3 separate regions of the Sus scrofa genome follow, and all the other regions are linked to region 3. A link is a contact called in public Hi-C data. All regions are on one chromosome and are shown on one strand. The core of a region is the stretch at or near the end of the contact, and the rest is flanking DNA. Distances in the headings are between cores, read along the strand shown. Region 1 overlaps PTTG1IP (pituitary tumor-transforming gene 1 protein-interacting protein). Region 2 holds the start of SUMO3 (small ubiquitin-related modifier 3). Region 3 has its middle 10 kb from the start of LRRC3.

Region 1 (4,477 bases), core at 1,809-4,308, 220 kb before region 3:
GGGAGGAAGGGGGCGGGGGTCGAGGGGCCGGGGAGCGCGGGGTCGGGGTCGGGGTCGAGGGGAGGGCGGGGATCAAAGGGCCCTGGGAGCGCGGGGTCTGGGGCAAGGAGCGAGGGGGCACAAGGTCGAGAGGCCCGGAAGCGAGGGTGCTGGGGGGGGCGAGAGGTTGCTGCCTAGGGCCTGTGCGGTTTGCGGGGGCCGCCAGGGGCCCACCCGAGTGTCCGGCCGGGGCAGCAGGGGCTGGGGGAAGACTGCGTGCCGGCCCTTTGGCTCAGCGTGCGGGCGGCCTGGCCCGAGAGCACGGTCAGCTCCTTAACCTCGCCACGACCCTCTCCGAGAGCGCTGTGGGGTGGTGGGAGCAGGGCTTGGGAGCTTGCTTGTCCCTTGGCGGGTCAGCCGCCCGGAGTCCAGGGGCCCAGCCCTTGTGAGGGCGCGGCTGGTGTGTTGGGGGCTCTGCTCCGCTCTGCTCAGACTCCGGGGAGGCCTGTGTGCAGGCCCCCACCCACGCCCTCTGTGCCCAGTAGACCCCCTCTCCAGGGAGCTCCGGGGAGAGTGGCCAGGGCTTGAACTAACCCTGAGGCTGGGTTTCTTCGCTCTCCAGACCCGCAGCCGTTGTCAGCCTTCCTTGGTTTATCCCACCTATTCTTGGTACCACCTGTGTCAGGTGCTGGGCCGGGTGGCGGCTGGCAGGTGGAGAACCAGACTTCCTGGGAGACTGACCAGGAACTAGCAGAGTGCTTGGGGGTGGGTGAGGGGAGCATGGGATAAGAGGGCACAGGAGTTCCAGGGACCTGGCTGCTGGAAGGTGGTGGAAATCTCAGGAGCAGCTGGGGATGGGGCGTCCCGCGATCACCAGGCGTGGAGAGCAGAGCCCTGGCTGGTCAGCTTCGGTTCAGCACAGCCAAGCACCTGTCCGCTTTGTGACCTTATGGGCTGCTTGTTCCAGCGCAAGGCTGCTTGAGTTCCTGCTCGTCTGCTTCCCAGCGCACTAACGTGTACCTCTGTGGCGCGGCAGTCAGGTCGCGCAGAATGGGGAGCTTTAGGTCCAGAATGTGTTTTCGGCACGAATGTATTATGAGTTCTTTTTACCCGACTGGGTGGGTGTGAGGCAGGAGACCAGGCCCTCTCCTTGGTGGCCTTCCGGGATGGACTCTGGCTTTGTGAGAGTGGGTGTGGCGGGAAACGCCCCCTCGTGTGTTTGGCTGCTTGCTTTTCACACGGCCGGGTCCTGTGACAGTCTGGGAGTTAAGCCAGACTCGTGTTTCAGGAGCAAAGCAGCTCCTTTCCAGCCACAGTGAGCACTGAGCCCCCTTCCCGCGGAGAGTGGGCTGGTCTGAGAGTTTATGCTTGTCATGCCGTAGGAATGCAGCCACACCGTGGACGTTTGCTCTGTGTGTCCCTCAGAGCTCCCAGGAGAGCCAGCCCACAGGATGTGTGCAGCTGTGGGAAAGGCTCATCACAAGGGCTTGGCTCTCGGGAGCGGGGGGGGCGGGGTAGGAGTCCCCTGGTCTGCCATCCGCCAACTGGAGACCCAGGACGCCTGTGGGTACGTCCCCCTCTCTGCTGAAAGCAGGCCGGGGGCAGGGCAGGTGCACATTGCGGCTCCAGCAAAGAGCGGATTCGTCCTTCCCTGCCTCTCTGTCGTGTCCGGGCCTCGGTGGATTAGGAGATGCCACCCACCCACCTAGGAGAGGGCCACGGGCTTTAATCTGGCCACCAGCTCAGGGCGTCTCTTCTGGAAACACCCACAGACACTCCTGGGCGCTGTTTGCCTTGGCCCGGTCGAGTTGACACGAAAAATAACCATCCCAGGTGTGTGACTCGAGAGGCCAGCACGCAGGTCCCCGTCCCAAACTCACCTGTCTGCTGCGGTCTTCTCTCCTGTGCACATGGCCTTCGACCCCACAGCGTGTCGAAGGGCTTCAGCGGGGTTGGACCCCCCAGCCAGCGTTTCATCTTTGCCTCTGGAGGGCAGGCGACCCTGAAAGGCCTTTTGTCCTGAAGGGGGGGGGGTGTGCAGGGTGTTGGTGTGCTCAGGTCTGAATCTTGGCATACACCTCGCCCCTTTTCTGCATCGAATCGAATCGAACTCCTGCCTCCTTTTTCAGGTGAAATTGACCCCACCGGGCCCCTGCTGTGCCCTGTTGCCTGGGGCGCGGCCGCAGCGCCCAATTTTGGGGCTTTTCCATGTGGTCTGCTGAATGCAGCCCTCGGGCCTGTTGGGTCCGACAGGAAAGAGCCTTCCTCATTTCCTTGTTTTTAAAAAACAGAGCTCCCGACAGACGCTAGTGTGCGCTGCGTCCTTTGTGCTTAAGCAGCTGACGCACCCGAAACTTCAGGAAAGAACTGAAAATACATCCTGGGTTGGCCTGCGTCCAGCAGACTTTTTCTTTACAACTTAGTTTCCCACGAGCATGAGACTGCGGGTCTCTAGCCCCGAAAAGATGAGCCTAAGTGGACGGTCCTGGCCTCGGCTTCCGAGGCCAGGGCGGTGATTTCAGCCTTAGACCCGGGAGCCTGGGCCGCTGCTGACCGACCTCCGGCTCAGCGCAGGTTGTCCGCGTCCCGTGATGAGATAAGATGCGGTGAGAAACGCCGCCGCCACCGCCCGTCTCTGAAGTAGCTGCAGGCGGCTGGGGTACCTGCCTTTCTGGCCGTGCAAGATGCCTGGGCTTCGAGGGCGGGAAGGGAATGGCCTTCGGCGGCTCTGGGCTCTGCGGAGGCTGTTTGACATGGGCGTTCCTGTGTTAAGAACCTGCCCGGTTCCAGGCTGTGCTGGGAGCCAGGGGAGAGTGAGGCTGTCCCTTTTGGCCTTCCCCCGCCGACTGTTGACACACGCTGGCCGGTGATCCAGAGGCCCCAGGGTGGACGGGTTGATGGTGTGTATCTTGGAGCTGAGTTCTTTTAGTTCACACAGGACCGGTTGTTAAACTGGAAAATCCCTGTCCCCAGGCTGCATCTTCCCAGTTCCCCACGGCCACTCTGTCAAGGTCGACGAGAAGGCCGTGGATCCTTTTTCCAGAGCCTTTCCAGTGGACTTTGAGCGGGTGTGCGAGGCCTCTGCACCTCCCCGGCCAACAGTTTATTCAGAAGACGTTCAGGAGTTCCTGCTGTGGCACGGGGTTAAGAACCTGGGGTTGCTGGAGCTGCGGCTCAGATTCGGTGCTTGGCCTGGGAACTTCCAGCTGCCAGGGAGTGGCAAGGGAAAGAACAGAGACGAAGTCTAAAGCTGCAGAAAACGTTGGAGGAACAAATGGTTCAGTGAAGCCCAAAGCCGAGTCCCTTTCTGTTGCTGCAGCCGCGTTTGCTTAGCTGCTCCCAGTAGTTGGCATCTGCGAACCCCAAACTCCCAGTCCCTCCCACTCCCTCTCTCTACCCCTTGGCAACCGCACGTCTGTTCTCCAGGCTCATGAGTTTGTTTCTTTTCTGTAGACAGGTTCATCTGTGCCGTATATGAGACTCCAGATATCAGTGGCGTCACACGGCATTGGTCTTTCTCTTTCTGACTGACTTCCCCCAGGATGAGAGTCTCTAGTTCCATCCATGTTGCTGCAAATGGCATTATTTTGTTCTTTTTTATGGCTGAGTATATTCCATTGTGTACATACACCACATCTTCTGAATCCATTCATCTGTCGGTGGCATTCAGGTTGTTTCCATGTCTTGGCTGTTGTGAATAGGGCTGCACTGAACATAGGGGTGCACGTGTCTTTTTCAAGGAAAGTTTTGTCTGGATATATGCCCAGCAGTGAGATCGCTGGATCGTATCATAATTCCATGTTATTTTTTATTGGTTTTTTTTGCCACACCCACAGCGTATGGAGGTTCCCAGGCTAGGGGTCAAATGGGAGCTACAGCTGCCGGCCTACACCACAGCCATGGCAACCTGGGATCTGAGCCTCGTCTGCGACCTACACCACAGCTCACGGCAACGCCAGATCCTTAACCCCCTGAGCAAGGCCAGGGATCAAACCCGCAACCTCACGGTTCCTACTCAGATTCATTTCCAATGCGCCACAGTGGGAATTCCTCCTCTTTCTTTCTTTTCTTTCTTTTTCTTTTTTTCTTTTTTTTTGGCCATACCTGCTGCATTCAAAACTTCCCAGGCCAGGGATCAAACCTGTGCCACAGCAGTGACCCAAGCCGCTGCAGTGACAATACCAGGTCCCTCACTGCTAGGCCATCAGGGGACTTCCGATTATTCTCATGTGCCTTTGCTGGTGGCTGGAGGCAACGTACACAGCCCTCTCCCAGGTGTGGGTGTGTTTTGGAGTTCCCTGGTGGCGTAGTGGTTAAGGATCCACCACAGTCACTGCTTGGCACAGGTCGATCCCTGGCCCGGGAGTTTCGTTTGCTGCGGGCACGGCCAAAAACAAATGTGGGTGTGTTTTAAGGGGGGGAGGGATAGCAGCTGCTTGCTGGTGGATTAGAAATTCTTTTCTGTACACCAGCTTTGTACTTCTTTTTTTTTTTTTTT
Region 2 (4,110 bases), core at 243-2,742, 200 kb before region 3:
CTCCTTAACCCACTGAGTGGGGTCAGGGATTGAACCCTCATCCTCATGGATGCTAGTTGGGTTTGTTTCAATGGGAACACCCAAGGAAGTGTGTTTTGAAGGGTCCAAAGTGGTTTGTGAAATTAAGGCCCATCAATACCTGGCCCTGTGGCCTTTCGACAGCGTCAGGAAGCAAGCAGAACCCCGTCAGCAGGGCCTTCAGATGGAAGCCATCTAGTGACCTGGGTTCAAATCCAGACCCTGCCACCTCCTAGTGCGTGACCCTGTGCAACCTTCATTCCCTGACCGGAAGAACAGGGGGCTAAGGTCCCTGCTGCAGAGTGTTGTGAGCCTTGATGCGTGCTTGGGACCACAGCCGGCACACCCGAGGGGTCAGTCCACGTCGGCCACTGCTGGTCCCTTTCCTCTGAGGCATGGGGTGGAGACGGGGAGGGCAGGAAGAGCCAGGGCCTCAGAATCCTGGAGGGCTTCCTGACCAGGGCCCATTCTTCACCACATTTCCCGAGGTTGCCTGAGTGCCCGTTTCAGCCTGTCCTGCTGGGGTTGAGCCCTGGGTTTGTCCCGAGGCAGCAGAGCACACTGGTCAGACACACGGACCACTGCCTGTGCTCACATCCCAGCGGCATTGCTCACCCACGCTAGGACGTCAGGTAACTCAGTTTCCTCACCTGTAAAATGGGCTGATGTAAAGGTCAGGTGCACAGCTTCCAGGTAGGGTAGCAAAGCGGTCCCCACCTGCCCCAGGTGCTCGGCTTCCACTGGCCAAGCTCAGAAGGGGGCTGGACAGGGGGAGAAGAACAAGCAGCCTAGCCCATCACAGAGAGAGGCTTCTGCCTCCCCGTCTCCCTCCCAGAAATGCCATTTATGCCTCCGTCCCCTGGGATCGCAGAGTGGAGGTGGCCGGACCTTGGAGCCTGAGTGGGTTTGCTAAAGGAAGTCATGCCCTGACTCCTTGGTGGACGGAGTGGCCGGGTGGGTCAGCCTCCACCCCTTCCTTCACTCCACTTCGAGGTCCGACACTTGGCTCCGGGCGAAGGCAAGCTGCACCTTCCCCAGTAGTGGGGGCGCCTCCCAAGACACTGTTCTCACTCACGTCCCCTGGAGTGGCTCGCCTGGCTGGCTTTATTTTCCTTTTTTTCCTCTGAGAAACACCGTAACCAGAAAAGAAAAGCAGTGGGTGCACTTAGGCTTGACTGGTGCTGCTGCAGTAGGGGGACCAGTTATGGGGACCAGAGCAGGGGCCGTTCTCAGGCTCCATGATAAAGCGCAAGGCCTCCTGGCCCGGTTCTCTGAGCACCTCGGGGTTCCAGTTTGCCCCCATCGCTGCCCCGTGTGCCCCCTGGGTCCCACCGTCCCCACCCTAGCTGCCCTGCACGCCTCCCGGGTCCCAGCGCGCCCCCCACCCCTCGGGCGGACCCGAGCCCCCGCTGCCTTGGGAACCCCCAACCCCGACGCCGGATTTCGCGGGGCCCCGCCCGGTGACGCATTTCCAACCGCCAGGAACCTCGGCCGGCAGGCCAGGCGCGCGTCCGACGCCCCGGGGTCGCGCCTCGTGCACGCGCGCCCACCACGTGACCCGCGCCGGCCAACCGGCGCGCAGGGATTTGGGGGCAAAGCGCGGCCCCGAGAGCAGTTGCGGCGGGAGAGCGGCGGGCCGAGAGCGTGAGTCGCCCGCCCGGCGCTGCTGCTGCCCCGCCGCCCGCCGCGCGCAGCCATGTCCGAGGAGAAGCCCAAGGTAAGGGCCGTAGGGCGCGGGCCCGTGCTCTGCCTCCAGCCCACGCCGCCGTCGCCGCCGTCCCCACCCCCGCCTGCGCCCCGTGCTGCACCGCCCTCCGACCCGCCGCCGGCCTCTGGGGCCCGGGGTCCGCGGCGCCACCCGGCTTCCCCGGCCCCCTCCCCCGCGCCGCCGGGCTCCGCTCGGCTCCCCTCCCCCGCCCGGCCGCGCGCCCCGCCGCGCGCCCCCTCCCTCCGCCCAGGCCCCTCCCTCCGCCCAGGCCCCTCCCTCCGCCCAGGCCCCTCCCCACGGGGCCCGCCCCGTCCCGAGCCCCGCCCCTCCCAGGCCTCCCCCCCCAAGACACGAGCTCCACCCCCACGGCCCCGCCCCGCCCCCGAAGAGCCCCGCCCCGTTGTCTCGGCGAGTGGCACCCCTATCCTGGACCATCCTGGACCCTCCTGGACCTGACCCTCCTGGCTGGGACCCGCCTGGGTCTCCCCTCGTCCCCCTTTGGGACCGCCCCTCCCCAGAACCTCTTTCCTCTTCGGACTCTCCCCCCGCTGCGCCCCTCATGCCAGGACCGAAGGTCCTGGCCTGCCTGGGCCCTACTGCCCCTCGGAGGGCCTCCTCCTCAGCTCTCACTGCGGAGAGCCCGAGGGGGCGCAGGCTGGGGACAGGGGCTCTGAGAGGCCTGACCTGTCTGGAGGCACGGTCGCCCCCCTGGGCGTGCGCCCACCTCCCCCGTCGTTTACTGTGTGCCCCCTGCCGCCCTTCCCCCAGGCTGTCAGGTCTGCGCCCTTGAGTCTGCTGCGCTGGCCCTTAGCCCTCCCCCTCCTATTAAAGACGGGCTTCTGGACCCTTGGGGTCAGTGTTTTCCAAGTAGCAGATCTGCTGCGAGTTGAACGATGGCGTGCAGGCTTTCTCTGCTGCCAGCCCCGCTGGAGGTTCCCCCCCTGCAGCTGAGGCTGGAGCCCAGGAGGCAGAGCTGGGGTTGGGGTCCAGGGCACGGAACCCCTGGTCACCAAACCCCTGGTCAGAGACCCCCTGGTTGAGCCCCAGGTCGGGAGCCCACTGTGGGGCCTGTGAGAAGAGGTGCCCTCAGGAGCTTCCTCTCTCCGGGTGCAGTTGGAGCTTTGTTTTTTATTCTATTTTATTACTTCTTTTTCTTTTATTTTGGCTGCCCCATGGCACATGCAGTTCCTGTGCCATGGGTTGAATCCCAGCAGAGCTGTGTCCTATGCTACGGCTATGGTAACATTGAACCTTTACCCACTGTGCCTGGTATCGAACTCATGTCCCTCCCTGCCCCTGCAGAGACCCGTCAGTCCCTTTGCGCCACAGCAGGAACTCCTGCCTTTGCTTTTTCCTTGCGGCCAGTTACATTTCTCACTCAGCCTTTGCTAGCGCTCGCGCCCTGGATCCTTTGTTTATTGGAGGCTGAACACAAGCGCCCCTTCTTCATGCTTTCTGGGGGCCTCTTTCTGCAGTTTAAATGCGATGAAATACACATAGATCTCATTCCTTCGGTGTGTTTAAACTTAGCTCTCCCACGTGGTCCAGCCCACAGCCCAATTCAGTTGAATAAACTTGTTTTCACTGCTTTCCAGACAAGGCCTCGTGCCCCACCCCTGCCCACCACAGCCTCGCTGCCTGCCGAGCTCTCCTCTGGGCCTGGGGGTGGTAGGAGGCCCGCTCCAGCCCATCTTGGTGAAAAGAAAACCTTGGGATCCGTTGGGAGGCCAGTTCTGCCTCCCTGGAGAGCACAGGCAGAGGCCTGCTGGTCGGAACTGTGGGTCTTGTCCACCCCCTTTCTTTGCAGTAGTTCACTGGCTTATTGGGAATTCACCAGGGCCGGGCACAGGCCATGTGGTCTCGGTGCCTTCCTCTGCCTGGCCTTCAGCCCCTGCCCTGTCTCTGTCTGCTTTGTGCTCTGGCCCCTGCGTCTCATTGAACACACCAGTACCTTCTCATTAAAAAAGCAATGCATCCTATGTCCACATGCAAAGAGAATAAAGTTGGAGGCATTCCCCTTGTGGTTCAGTGCTAAGGAACCCTGCTAGTACCCATAGGTTTCGGGTTCGATCCCTGGCCTCGCTCGGTGGATTAAGGATGTAGCATTGCTGTGAGCTGTGGTGTAGGCCACAGACGCAGCTTGGATCCTGCCTTGCCATGGCTGTCCTGTTAGGCCGGCAGCTACACCTCCGATTGGACCCCTAGCCCGGGAACCTCCATATGTTGCACATGTGGCCGTAAAAAAAAAAAAGACTGAAGTTGGATTTTTCTTGTCACTATATGCAAAAATTAACTCAAGGTGGACCAAGGACCTAAAACAGTACAACTCTCGGGAGAAAACAGAGGAAAGCTCCATGACATGGGACCTGGCAGTGGCTTCTTGG
Region 3 (4,430 bases), core at 342-2,841:
CCCCACACAACCCCTCCCGCCTCGACGGACCCCTCTCGTCCTCAGTCTCAGGTCTACATCGGCCCTCGGAGAGGCCTCCCTGTCTCAGAGCAAGGCCAGCCCCCCACTCGTGCTCCCCACACACAGGCCCTCCCTCCTCCTGGCGTGTCACCTGCTTGCATTTCCGAACAGCACTGACAGAAATTCAGACGGTCACATTCGGTCATTGCTTCGCATCTGCTCCTCCTCGGGGACTTAGACGCAGGTGGTCCCAGCCTCCCCTCCTCCCCAGGCAGGTGCTGCAGGTGCGCCTTTCTGGGAAGACACAGCCCGGCAGGGCTGTGAGGAGCACAGCTCTCCAGTCCCTGGGGGGGACTGTAACCCGGTTCTTCCGCTCCCTGTTGGAACTTGAGCAAGTAACACCCCCCAGCCTCGGTCCCCTGAGATCGAAAACGGAGAAGGACCTGTCCCTTTGAGCCACAGCAAGGACCACATGACGTGAGCGCTGTGCGGCCCGGGACATGTGGGTGAACCTTAGCCGTACCTGCGTCATTGTCATCCTCCTGCCTCTAGTTTCTGGAACAACGTTGGACTCAAATCACATTTGAAAGAAAACGGTAGGCCTGTGCTAAATGTGAACAAAGATTCGCTGATTTAAACCACATGCTAGCCCCTGTGAAAAAAATAAAAAATAAACCACACGCCAAAAGATGAATGCTGTCAATAGCGCGGCCGCCCAGGGCACTTTCCTCGCTCTCTCACCGGAAGACCTGCGATGTTAGGAAGCCCTTAAAATAACCCCCTACACCCACCACGTGCACCCAAACCCGGAGTAAAAGGGCATCTCAGTGAAGCCTGTTATTCTTTTTATGACTCTGAAATATTATTCTTAATTTTGTTAAGGACGCTAATCTTTGTTTAATTTAATCTCGATTTAATTTATTTAATTTTATTTGATTAAAAAGGCAGAGACCTTAAGTGTTCTGCTCAGCGACTCTTTCCAGTTGTGTGCGTTTCTGGAACCACCTCCAAACAAGGCCTGGAGTGTTCGCCCCCCGCCCCAGTTCCCGGGACCCCATCTGGTCAGACCTCCCGCTGCGACCGGCTTTGCGGGGGCGGCTCTGCCGCTGCGGGACCTCCTCCTCCGCGGGAGCGGTGGCCGCCCGGGCGGCTCGCTCAGCTGGCTCCGCGTTGATGACGCGCGCCCGCGCCGCTGCACCTGCCGGCCCCTCGCTGTCCCTGCTGGTTTTCCTTGTTGGTTTGGGGCTTCCGTCCAGGGCGTGAATAGCCCATCTCCCGTCCAGCCATCCTGCGACGGATCCGCTTCGGGCTTGTTCCCATTTGAGCACGTTTGTGTGGACACGTGTGTCTATTTCTCTTGGCAAATACCTGGGAGCAGAGCGGCGGTCACGAGCTGGTGAAGGCTTAGCTTTCTAGCAGACTACCAAACGCTTCTCCAAGGCTCCACAGCGCAGACCCATGTCCACGTCTGTAATTCCCGGGATAACGAAATGCTCTCGGGCCGGCAGCCAGCGATCCGTTTACCACGCACCCCGTGAGCCCTCAGATTATAACCAGGGGTGTGCCTGGCTGCCTGTGGCACCACTGTTTATGTGCCAAAGTCCAGGCAGTCCTGGCCACTGTGGTGAGAGCAAAGGACAAAGAGGTGCCTGTGAGAAAGGAGACGAACCGTCTCCTTGCTGCTGGAACCTCCTAGAAACAGCGGGGAAATTCTGTAGGTTCAGTTAACTACTAAGCGTGTGGGAAGTTCCGAGCGCAGCCACCTTGTCCTGCCTCTTCTCCGTGGAGAGGGGACAGCGGACCAGCATCACCTGCACGTCCACACAGCGACAGGTCGCCCGCGCCTTACGATCCTGTGTCGCGGTAACAGATGACCACATGCTTAGGGGCGTGAAACAGCAGGACCGTGTTGTCCCACGGTCCTGGAGGCCAGAGGTCCCATCTGGGTCTCACTGGGCCAGCGTCGAGGTGTGGGCAGGGCTGGTCCTCCTGAGGCTCCAGGGAAGAGTCTGTTTCCTGCCCCTTGCCGTTTCTAGATGCTCCCTCCACCTTCAAAGCCGGCAGTGGGCAGTGGAGTCGTCACCTCCTCTCTCGGGACCTCTCCCTTCTGCCTCCACTCCACCTGTGACAGCCCTGGAGGCGGTGTTAGCCCACCTGGATAATCCACAATGACCTGCCTCTCCCAAGGGCAGCCGATCAGCAGCCGCAGTTCCCGCTTGCTATGGAAGCAACCACAGTCACAGGTTCAGAGTCAGAAGGGGGACCTCTGAGGGCTGCAGGGGGTTCGACCCCTCCCCATTTCTACCACGTGGCACAGCCAAGGCCCCTCTGCCTGGTGTCCTGGAACTCCTGTTCCCTAAGCGCTCTCGGCAGGTCAGGAACCTTCCTGGGGTGGGGGGTGGGGGGGTTGGGGGTGGGCAGTCAAGTCCCTTGAGCTTTTCACCCAACAGAATGAGAATACCTGCAAAGATGGGCAGTGCCCCCCATACACAGCAGTACCTGGTTAAAACAGAACCCCTCTGAAACACACACTAAGGAAACCACAAAAATCAGACTGTGGGAGATAGGTAAAGATTTGGACAAATCTGCAAATTGGTATCCTAACTTTGTCAGAATTTCCCAAGTTCCTATGCAGTTTTTATGCGATGCCCGTCGAAATCCCAAAGCTACCTTTTTAAATTAATGAACCTCTACAGCTACATTTCAAAGAATAGGCCAAAAATATTTTGAAAAAATGAGGAAAAGCTTAGACTCCAGGTATTCATTCTATTAAAATTAAGCAATTCAGAGTTCCCATTGTGGCTCAGCCATAACAAATCTGACTAGTATCCATGAGGATGCGGGTTCGATCCTTGGCCTCGCTCAGTGGGTTAAGGGTCCAGCGTTGCCATGAGCTGTGGTGTGGTCGCAGGCACAGCTCAGATCCCGCGTTGCTGTTGCTGTGGCTGTGGCACAGGCCAGCGACTACAGCTCTGATTCAGCCGCAGGCCTGGGAACATCTATGCACTGCAGGTGTGGCCCTAAAAAGCAAATAAAGAAATAATGAAAAATAAATTCATTAGGCCATTCAACAAGATATTGGCACCATTTAGTAAAGTAAAAAGTAAATGTCCAATGTCAGAAATGGAAAAGAGTCTAGGATCGAATTTCTTTTTCTACATGGAGGGAAACTTTCTAAAGGTAAAATGATGAAGGCAGTGAAATAAATGAAAAAGGAAGACAGAGGCAGAGACACAGCTTACGCATTTGTCCAGCACATCGGGTTGTATCTTTCAAAAATATAAATGAATGGGGTTGAAGTGCCTGCAAACTCAGGGAGCAGTTGGCACATCGGGGCTGCAGTCAACACGGAGGCAGAGGAGCCCTTCCAAAATGGCACAAACACGGCGCCCCACACGGAACAGGAGCAGCGGCCGCAGCAGGAGAAACCCAAACACTGGCGAGTTTACACCCGCAGGTCACAGAGCGGACATCACAACGGCAGACGCTCTGGGGCTTCTCCCGGGGCCACTCAACCGTTACCAACCACGCCGAGCGGCCCATCTCTTTGCAAGTTACTGGCTCGGAAAACCTCAGCCTTGGTGTCCTAATTATTGTGACAGCCGACTGACAGGCTCCGATTCCAAGGCGACTTCTTAGCCGGCGGCAAGGACAGGAGGGTTGGTGTCCACTCTGAGCCCCTGATCCAGGGACCCTGGAGAGACCGCTAAGCCTGGGGGAGCCTGGCAGGGACCCGGGTCTGGCTGACCATGGGCAAGGCCAACACCACTAGCCACGGTGACGACCACCCCGCAAAGAGCCTGCAGGACCCAGGCCTTCCAGCCACACAAGGTCCACGCTGCTGGTGCCCAGAAGTGGGCCTGGGGGTGGGGGTGGGGTTCCAGCTGAGCAGAGACAGCAGGGTGCTGAGGTCTCTGGGGAGCAGGACAGCGGGAACCCGCCCAATGGTGCCACCTCCAGCTCACCATGCAGTGGAGGGGCCAGGTGGGGCCTGGCAGGGGCAGCAGCTCACAGCTATGCCTGGGCCGGAGCCTGGATGCCCACCATGCATAGGCCTTGGACAACTGGCTCCTCGGGGAGTTCCAGCGTGGAGGTGACTGGGGCGCAGAGAGGCCTCTGGTTGCTCATCGCCGACCTTCCGGAAGTCTGTGTGTGTCGGGGCAGGACAGGCATGAAGGGGGGTTGTGGCAGAGAGTTCTTGTGGGGGTCCCTGCCCCTGGCTGCCTGGGCGCTAGGAGTCAGTGTGCCCCGATGCCATACGGGCTTTCAACAGGTGACTGCTCAGTCCTGACTCTGTTCTGAGAGCTGCACCTGCAAATCGGGTGAATGTCCCACATCTTCATATAAATGTGTCTTCTTCTTTCGGGATTTTCTTGGCATCATAATTGCGCCGATGTCACCGCCTGGCTGCAGAGGTTGTGCAGACGGCC

The links. Hi-C and Micro-C count contacts between places; a contact is called where the count stands out from the background.
Region 1: a contact with region 3 is called in a Hi-C map of liver, with 2.5 times the contacts expected there. The contact joins two enhancer-like sites. A contact is called at or near these places in 2 of 47 Hi-C or Micro-C datasets (both in liver) and 1 of 2 datasets of contacts at active chromatin or transcription factors (skeletal muscle).
Region 2: a Hi-C map of liver shows a contact between it and region 3, with 2.2 times the contacts expected there. The contact joins the promoter of SUMO3 here to the enhancer-like site in region 3. A contact is called at or near these places in 3 of 5 promoter capture datasets (fetal liver and liver), 3 of 47 Hi-C or Micro-C datasets (all in liver) and 1 of 2 datasets of contacts at active chromatin or transcription factors (skeletal muscle).

What each region holds. Positions count from the first base shown.
Region 1 is chr13:207,502,297-207,506,773 of Sscrofa11.1, reverse strand. All of the region lies in intron 1 of PTTG1IP (pituitary tumor-transforming gene 1 protein-interacting protein), which reads left to right. Among named protein-coding and RNA genes, the nearest start is that of PTTG1IP, 2.6 kb to the left of the region's middle. Within about 2 kb of position 3,058, at least 5 of the 83 cell types and tissues checked have an H3K27ac peak or open chromatin away from gene starts, as enhancers often do. A contact at or near this core is called in liver, where this site is marked.
Region 2 is chr13:207,481,744-207,485,853 of Sscrofa11.1, reverse strand. It overlaps SUMO3 (small ubiquitin-related modifier 3), which reads left to right and starts at 1,492. Exons shown (of 4, transcript XM_003359010.2): 1 at 1,492-1,735. The coding sequence starts at 1,715.
Region 3 is chr13:207,278,077-207,282,506 of Sscrofa11.1, reverse strand. No RefSeq gene overlaps it. Among named protein-coding and RNA genes, the nearest start is that of LRRC3, 10 kb to the right of the region's middle. Within about 2 kb of position 1,591, at least 7 of the 83 cell types and tissues checked have an H3K27ac peak or open chromatin away from gene starts, as enhancers often do. A contact at or near this core is called in liver, where this site is marked.